Regions from separate parts of the Pan troglodytes genome. Here region 2 is linked to region 1. A link is a contact called in public HiChIP or PLAC-seq data. All regions are on one chromosome and are shown on one strand. The core of a region is the stretch at or near the end of the contact, and the rest is flanking DNA. Distances in the headings are between cores, read along the strand shown.

What was found. HiChIP or PLAC-seq counts read pairs in DNA pulled down with a chosen protein or histone mark.
Region 2: an H3K4me3 HiChIP or PLAC-seq map of stem cell-derived excitatory neurons shows a contact between it and region 1, with 2.9 times the contacts expected there. The contact joins the promoter of ABL2 here to the promoter of AXDND1 in region 1. A contact is called at or near these places in 1 of 7 Hi-C or Micro-C datasets (stem cell-derived neural progenitor cells) and 1 of 1 datasets of contacts at active chromatin or transcription factors (stem cell-derived excitatory neurons).

The regions. Positions count from the first base shown.
Region 1 is chr1:69,752,950-69,756,751 of NHGRI_mPanTro3-v2.0_pri, reverse strand. AXDND1 (axonemal dynein light chain domain containing 1) reads left to right here and starts at 1,520. Exons shown (of 25, transcript XM_054656308.2): 1 at 1,520-2,229; 2 at 2,635-2,837. The coding sequence starts at 2,741.
Region 2 is chr1:69,889,040-69,893,081 of NHGRI_mPanTro3-v2.0_pri, reverse strand. It overlaps ABL2 (ABL proto-oncogene 2, non-receptor tyrosine kinase), which reads right to left and starts at 1,604. Exons shown (of 11, transcript XM_009439074.5): 1 at 1,149-1,604. The coding sequence starts at 1,305.

The sequences.
Region 1 (3,802 bases), core at 271-2,770:
AATACAAAAGATGGATAACTTTGTGTGCTCTATAATGCTATTGTGTGTATTTTAATTCTTTGAAAAATTAGGGTAACGGGAGATAAGGCTAAAAGGCTAAAATGCTAACACACCCAACATGTTTGATCGGAAGAGTTCAAAGGGACCACGTAGACTTGTTTTGAACCCTTTGCTCGAATTTCTCACAGCTATTACTCTCAAAACCAGAAAATAGCCGTAATTCTGTCAACACAGAAGAGAACTGTCCAACAGATTTTCATGTTTGTCCAGGCACTGTACTTGGTGCTAAGGAATATGGTGATTGAATAAGATAAAGTTTCCTCCCTGTCTGGAAGCAACTAGACGCTGGGCTTCTCCCAGCGGTTCATTATTTGGCACTAAATCTCTGCCTTAATATGAAACGATCCGGCTCATGCCTGTAATCCCAGCACTTTGGGAGTCCGCGGCGGGTGGATCACCTGAGGTCGGGAGTTCGAGACCAGCCTGACCAACATGGAGAAACCCCGTCTCTACTAAAAATACAAATTTAGCTGGGCGTGGTGGCGCATGCCTGTAATCCCAGCTACTAGGGAGGCTGAGGCAGGAGAATCGCTTGAACCTGGGAGGCGGAGGTTGCGGTGAGCCGAGATCGCGCCATTGCACTCCAGCCTGGGCAACAAGAGTGAAACTCCGTCTCAAAAAAGAAAAGAAAAGAAATGATCCCTCACCGAACCGAGCCTCAGTGCAGTGCGAAGGCTCTGATGATACTCTTTTTTTTTTTTTTTTTTTTTTTTGAGACGGAGTCTCGTTCTGTTGCCCAGGCTGGAGTGCGGTGGCGCCATCTCGGCTCACCGCAACCCTTGCCTCCCCGGTTCAAGCGAATCTCCTGCTTCAACCTCCTGAGTAGCTGGGATTACAGGCGCGCGCCACCTCTCTTGGCTAATTTTTGTGTTTTTAGTAGAGACGGGGTTTCACCATGTTGGTCAGTCTGGTCTCGAACTCCTGACCTCGTGATCCACCGGCCTCGGCCTAAGAAAGTGCTGTGATTACAGGCGTGAGCCACCAGCCGCTGATGGTATTCTTTCCTGAGGGCAGGTTTTCACGCCAGAAGCCCCGACAATTATACCTGAGCTGGTTCCACCTAAGCTCAATCCTCCTTCCCTGCCCCCAGGGGCTGAAAAATCTGGGCCCAGGAGGCCTTCCTTGTGCTCTGGGGGGAGGCATTTAAGGGTCCAAGGAAGACGTGACCGAAATGTAAAGCACTGGACGGCTTACCCAATAAGGGACCCAGCGTTTCTTATTACCCAACATCCCCCTGAGTTTGGCTTTTAGAAAAATATGCAAAGCGTCCGGGCGCAGTGGCTCACGCCTATGATCCCAGCACTTTGGAAGGCCGAGGCGGGCGCGGTCAGGAGTTTGAGACCAGCCTGGCCAATATGGTGAAACCCCGTCTCTACTAAAAATACAAAAATTAGCCGGGCATGGTGGCCCCCGCCTGTAGTCCCTCGGGAGGCTGAGGCAGGAGAATCGCTTGAACCTGGGAGGCGGAGGTGGCAGTGAGCTGAGATCGCACCACTGCACTCCAGCCAGCGCGACAGAACGAGACTCCGTCTCAAACAAAACAAAACAAAACAAAATATAAAATTAGCCGGGCATGGTGGCGTCTGCCTGTAGTCCCAGCTGCTTGGGAGGCTGAGGCAGGAGAATTGCTTGAACCCAGGAGGTGGAAGTTGCAGTGAGCCGAGATCGCACCATTAAACTCCAGCCTGGGCGAGAAGAGGGAAATTCCGTCTCAGGGGAAAAAAAAAAGAAAGAAAGAAAAAGAGAAAGAAAGAGAAAGAAAAATACGCAAAGCAACAAAAAAGAGAGCTAGAAAGATGGAAACAACTCAGAAGACCCTTGCTTAACCCGCGTGCGTCACGGGCTACAGGGGTCGGCCCCTCGAGCTAACCCCCACCGGCGCCTGCGCACTGGCCTGGCCCGCGGCAGGAAGCCCCGGCGTGAGACACTTTCGGATTCCGTGACAACGGCCGGATTAAACGTTTTTCTTCTCCTTTGCTACTGAACCTATGCTGTGACTTAGAACAGAAGAAACTCCGAGAGGCTGTAGGGATTGTCTTAGCTGTCTCCCTCCTCCGCCGGCACCGCTGAAGGCAGCCCCTATCGAGGGCGCTAAACCTCGGGGCCCTGGGTTTCTATGACGACAAACAGGCGTTCCAGCAAAGGAGGAAGTGAGCGGATGCTGGGCGGGTACGCAATGTGTGGGTAGGATCGCGGGTGTCCCTTTCCCGTCATTTTAAACCAAGAAGCAGTGCGAGGCCTGCCCAACTCGCGAGTTTGTGGAACTGGCGCGCGAGAGCGCTGCCTGTGGGGAAGGTCGGGGTCCCCAGCCGAGCCGCCTGCAGCGAGTGTCCCCCACCAGGGGTGCCGGCGGTCTGCGGGGTCCGCCGAGCGGGTCCTTCCTGCCCTGCTCCTTGACCCTGACCTGACGGTCCACTAAGGCTTCTTAGTAGCGACAGATAACCCCAGAACATAGAGGTCGCCCCAAAAAAGGAAAACCATGCTAGATGAATTCTAAATTGCGATCTGAACCTAAGTACTCAATAGTTGTCATCTTTTTTTTTTTTTTTTTAATCTTTTTTCCTCTGCCTGCAGGACTATGTGGCAGCCTGCAAGTCCCAGTGCGGCGCTGATTTGTGTCTAAATTAGCTTTCCGGAGGACTATTTCAAATTACTAAAGAGATAGGAGGCATTGTTTATTATGTCTCTCCCGAAAACGCCCTCCACCCCGCTAAACTCTACATCAACATCTGAGAGCAAAAAGTTAAAAGTGTCTGTAGCCAAGGAAGGGACAAGAGGTAAACTTCGTTGATTCTGAAGTCATAAACAGTCATGGCCGTAAGACAGAAATCACCTTCCATTCACCGGTTTTTTAAATCTGATATTCAGAATGCCTTGATTGGCTACATTTTTCTAACACACTTGCTTAAATAAAGCAAGAAGTCATTCCTTTTACAGTATTTTGAGTCAGAGTACTGTTTCACTACTCCATCTAAATACAGTTTATAATTTTTTTCAAATGTTGATTTATATATGGTTTTAAATTCAACCTATTTTAAATATCAATAGTTATGTATTTTTTGGTTCCTGGTCTTTGGCTTTAAGGAACTTTGGAAAAAGTAATAGTGAGGCAGGGCGCGGTGGCTCAAGCCTGTAATCCCAGCACTTTGGGAGGCCGAGGTGGGCGGATCACTTGAGGTCAGGAGTTCGAGACCAGCCTGGCCAAATATGATGAAATCCTGTCTCTACTAGAAATACAAAAATTAGCCGGGCATGATGGCTCGCGCCTGTAGTCCCAGCTTACTCTGGAGGCTGAGGCAAGAGAATCGCTTGAACCCAGGAGGTGAGGTTGCAGTGAGCCAGGATCGAGCCATTGCATTCCAGTCTGGGAGACAAGAGCAAGACCCCATCTCAAAATAAATAAATAAATAGGCCGGGCACAGTGGCTCACACCTGTAATCCCATTTGGGAGGCTGAGGCTGGTGGATCACGAGGTCAAGAGATTGAGACCATTCTGGCCAACATGGAGAAACTCTGTCTACTAAAAATACAAAAATTAGGGGGGGCGTGGTGGCTCGTGCCTGTAGTCCCAGCTACTCAGGAGGCTGAGGCAGGAGAATCGCTTGAACCCGGGAGGTGGAGGTTGCAGTGAGCCGAGATTGCGCCACTGCACTCCAGCCTGGCAACAGAACGAGACTCCGTCTCAAATCACGAGGTCAGGAGTTTGAGACCAGCCTGACCAACGTGGTGAAACCCCGTCTCT
Region 2 (4,042 bases), core at 355-2,854, 140 kb before region 1:
TGGCTCACACCCGTAATCCCAGCACTTTGAGAGGCCAAGACAGGCGGATTACCTGATGTCAGGAGTATGTGACAAAATCCCACCACCACCAAAAATACAAAACTTAGCCGGGGGTGGTGGTGCACACCTGCAGTTCCAGCTACTCGGGAGGCTGAGGCAGGAGAATCACTTGAACCCGGGAGGCAGAAATTGCAGTTAGCCGACATCCCGCCATTGCACTCCATCCTGGGCACCAAAGCGAGACTCTGTCTCAAAAAAACAAAAACAAAAACAAAACAAAACAAAAAGACAAAAAAAGTTTGGAGACAACTATTCTAAAAATACGTTGACAATGAGATCAAAATAATAGGTTTCAGACTACAGGGAGCATACATACATGTATGTATGTATATGGGCACACGCACACACTACAAAGGAAAACTTGTTCATATCCTGACTGACGTCCTAACCATGCCCACCAACCTCTAGCCCTTGCCAGCAATCTCAGAATTGTGTGTCCTACTCTGAAGCATAGTACAGAGGCTTTGGCAAAGCCTTTCATTTCTAGTAAAAACGAAATACAAAACAAAACAAACCACAAAAGCATGTCAAAAGTGATAAGATGATGCTACCTTCATCTTCCCTACAGAAAAGCATTTCAGGACACTGTCCACAGTTCACTATCCTGACACTGCTCATCACCTAACGTAAACACATACCTTGTACTCCACAATCTCCTGAAATTCAGTTCCCATTTCCCAATCCCTTAGGATACAACCCATTTCCCCTTCACTAACGACGGGTTTATGCTCCCACCTCTGGGACTGAACTAATACTGCCCTTCATCCTTCCCTCTCCTGAAGCTGCCATTCACTTTCTTTCTGCAGCCGCATAGTCCCGTCCCAGAGTAGAGGACAGACCATCCAGGGTCCCCAAGCCCACTTCTCTTTCCTTCTCCGCCCCCGGGATCTGCCAGCCAGGCTAGAGACGCGAGGGGGGAGGGGTGTGACTCGCCTCCCAGGACTGGACCAGATGGCAGCGGATTCCGCCCCCACTCTCAGGCACCCTCCACCCTCCGACCCCCCTGGCAGCCCGTCCGCCACCCACCCCGCCCCGACCCCACCCCCGGCCTCCCCCACGCTCTCATGCCGGCTCCCGGACACACTCACCATGCTGGGTGAAGATATTGAAGCCGGTCTCTGTGGTGCGCCCCGCCGGGTCCCGCCTGCGGCCGGAGGGCCTGGCTGCACTGCTGCCCCGGATCCCGCGGGGCTGAGGCTGCTGGAGCCCCGGAGCTTCCCCGACGCGGCCCACCTGCTGCCCCATCCCTGCTCTCGCGTACTCCCGCGCCCCCGCCGACCCCTGGTCACATTCCTCCTCGGCTCCGGCCTCGGGCTCCTGGCGCTGCTCCGGCCTCTCCCTCCCAGCCCAGGCCCTGGCCCTGAGCGGCTGGGCCACCGGCGGCTCCGCACCCGGCCTCCTCACGGCAGCCGCCGCGCTGCCTCCAGGCGACTCACAGATTCTGCTTTTCCCTCCTCCTCTCGCGGCTCCGCGCCCCCAACGCCGCCGCCGCCACCGCCGCCGCCATCTTTAAACCACCGAGCGCTGGGAAAGCGTGGGACAGAGCGTCTCCCGCCCCCCGCCCGCCAGTCACCTCCGCCGCTGGGAAGGAGGGCTTCCCGGCTGCCGCCCCGCCCTGCCGCGCCGCGCCCCCCGCCCCCGCCCCCGCCTCCTCGCAGGGTGGGTCCCCCAGTGCCCACCTCATTTGCCGGCCACCGCTGCTTGAGGTCTTTCGTCCTCCGCGTCCTGTCGCCGCACCTCGGCGTCCCCCCCCTCAATCCGCCTCAGCCGACCCCCTCCCGCGTTCGGCTCCACACGCTACCGCCTTTGGGGTTGGTCGGTCTCCGGCCTTCCCCATCCCACCTCCACCTGTCAAATGAGTGAGTCGAGGGCTGAGTGCCCCCGCGTGCGCAGCTCAGGTGCAGGCACAGGTGGGGCAGAAAAGCACAAGGCATTTATTTGGTCCTTGCCATCCAGTTGAGGAGCTCTAAAATACCCAGGGGGATCTCTTTTAAACACCCTTGTCAGCAGCAGGCCTCCAGTAAAAATTAAAATGGTATAAAATTTACAAGAAGAGAGTAAAATGCTACCTTATTTGATTTTAATTTTTGGAGATTATTTCATGATGTTAAATCGCACTGGCCTGGATTGTGTGCCTTCTATAGTCTCATTGGGGACGCAATTGTAGCCCCATTCCTCATACTATATTACCATGAATTCCTCTTGAACTCCTTTACCATCTCACCATATGTGAGTTTCTGTTTCCTTACAATGCCTGACAGTAAAGTTAATCTTCCCACTGGCATCCTTTATACACTGTGCACGTGGTCAGGTCTTCTTTTGATGACAAAGGAGAAAAAATATATATCTTTGACTCTGTTTCTGAGTCAGAACTTACTCATGTTAGCTTATGCTGTCTAAAAAGAGTGAATGAGGCAGAAAAGAAGCGTTTTATACATACACATATACTATATACAATTGACTCGCCATCCCCCTCTCCCACTGTGTTTACTTGCATCTTAATGTTAATTCAATTTTTTTTAATTCTCAAAAAGCTTGATCATTCTCCTGTTATTCTTTTGGCTTCCCAATTTGCTTTATAAAAAGTATCAGTTAATGGAGGTACTACACTGAAATTTTGCTTAAATTAGACAGGACGGGAGCCACTGCAAAGAAGGAACAAAACAACCACTGGAAATGTAGGGTTGGGAGAAGAGGTGGATGAAGCTCTCCTTTGCATATCTTTCCTGAACCAGGTTGACCTTAGATGAACCGTCCACTGACGTAGATATTGCCTGTTGTAAAAGCACTATGAAATTATTCCATTGCCATCCAGGGTGTGGCCAGAAATAACTGAAATTAACTCCAAAATGGGAACGGAAACACTATGTGTAAACACTGGATAAAATATGAATTTTCCATTTGGATTAAAGTTTCCCTGTGTTTAAAATACCTGTCTTTTCTTCTAATTCCCAGTGTTTGCAACTACTGAAAAAAATTCATTCGAAAGGGATAAAGATGTCACAGAGCCAGAATTTGGTTTACTGTTTGATTTTTATTATGGGAGAAAATTTTAATTTGGGGATAATGGTTTGGTTTCTCTGCTAATTCATGCATACTATATAAAGATAGATGAATATATGGGTTGAACATCTCAAATCTGAAAATCCAAAATGCTGCAAAATTCGAAATTTTTTGAGCACCAATATGATGCCAGAGGTGGAACATTTCACGTAAGTACTTAACATAAACTTTGTTTCATGCACAAAATTTTTAAAATATTGTATTAAATTGCATTCAAGCTATGTGTATAAAGGTGTATATGAAACATAAATGAGTTTTGTGTTTAGACTTGGGTCGCATCCCCAAGATATCTCATTATGTGTATGTAAATATTCCCAAATCTGAAACACTTGTGGTCCGAACATTTCTGATAAGGGCTGCTCAGCCTGCAGTAGAGTGCGGTGGCTAAGGGCAGGGGCTCTGAAGCCAGACTGCTGGGGTTCATAACTTGGCCCTGATACTTATGGACTATTTGATCTGCGCAAAGTACATAACCTTTTTGTGTCTCAGTACATTATCTGTAAACTGATGATGATAACAAATAGTATCTACCTTATAGGAATATTGTGAAAATTAAATTAGTCAATATATATGTATAGTACTTAAAACAGTATTTGGCATATAACTGGTGTCATATATGCATATACTATTAATACAAAAAACATAATGGTTTTAGGTTTTACAAGCCTAACTTTTTCAAATTTTATATATATATACACTTAGATCATGGGACAAATTATTAAGTATTTATTCAGGTGAGCCCCCTCTACCTGCCACCCTGTATATAACTAAAAACAAAAACACCAGCCAACCAATAAAAATATGTAGAATCATATAATCCCTTTATTCATCATACCTACCTGGTTAACACCAGCAAAGTGTACGTGAAGTATTACATAATATCTTTGTTTTACATATGAAGATCTCCTCTACCATTGAT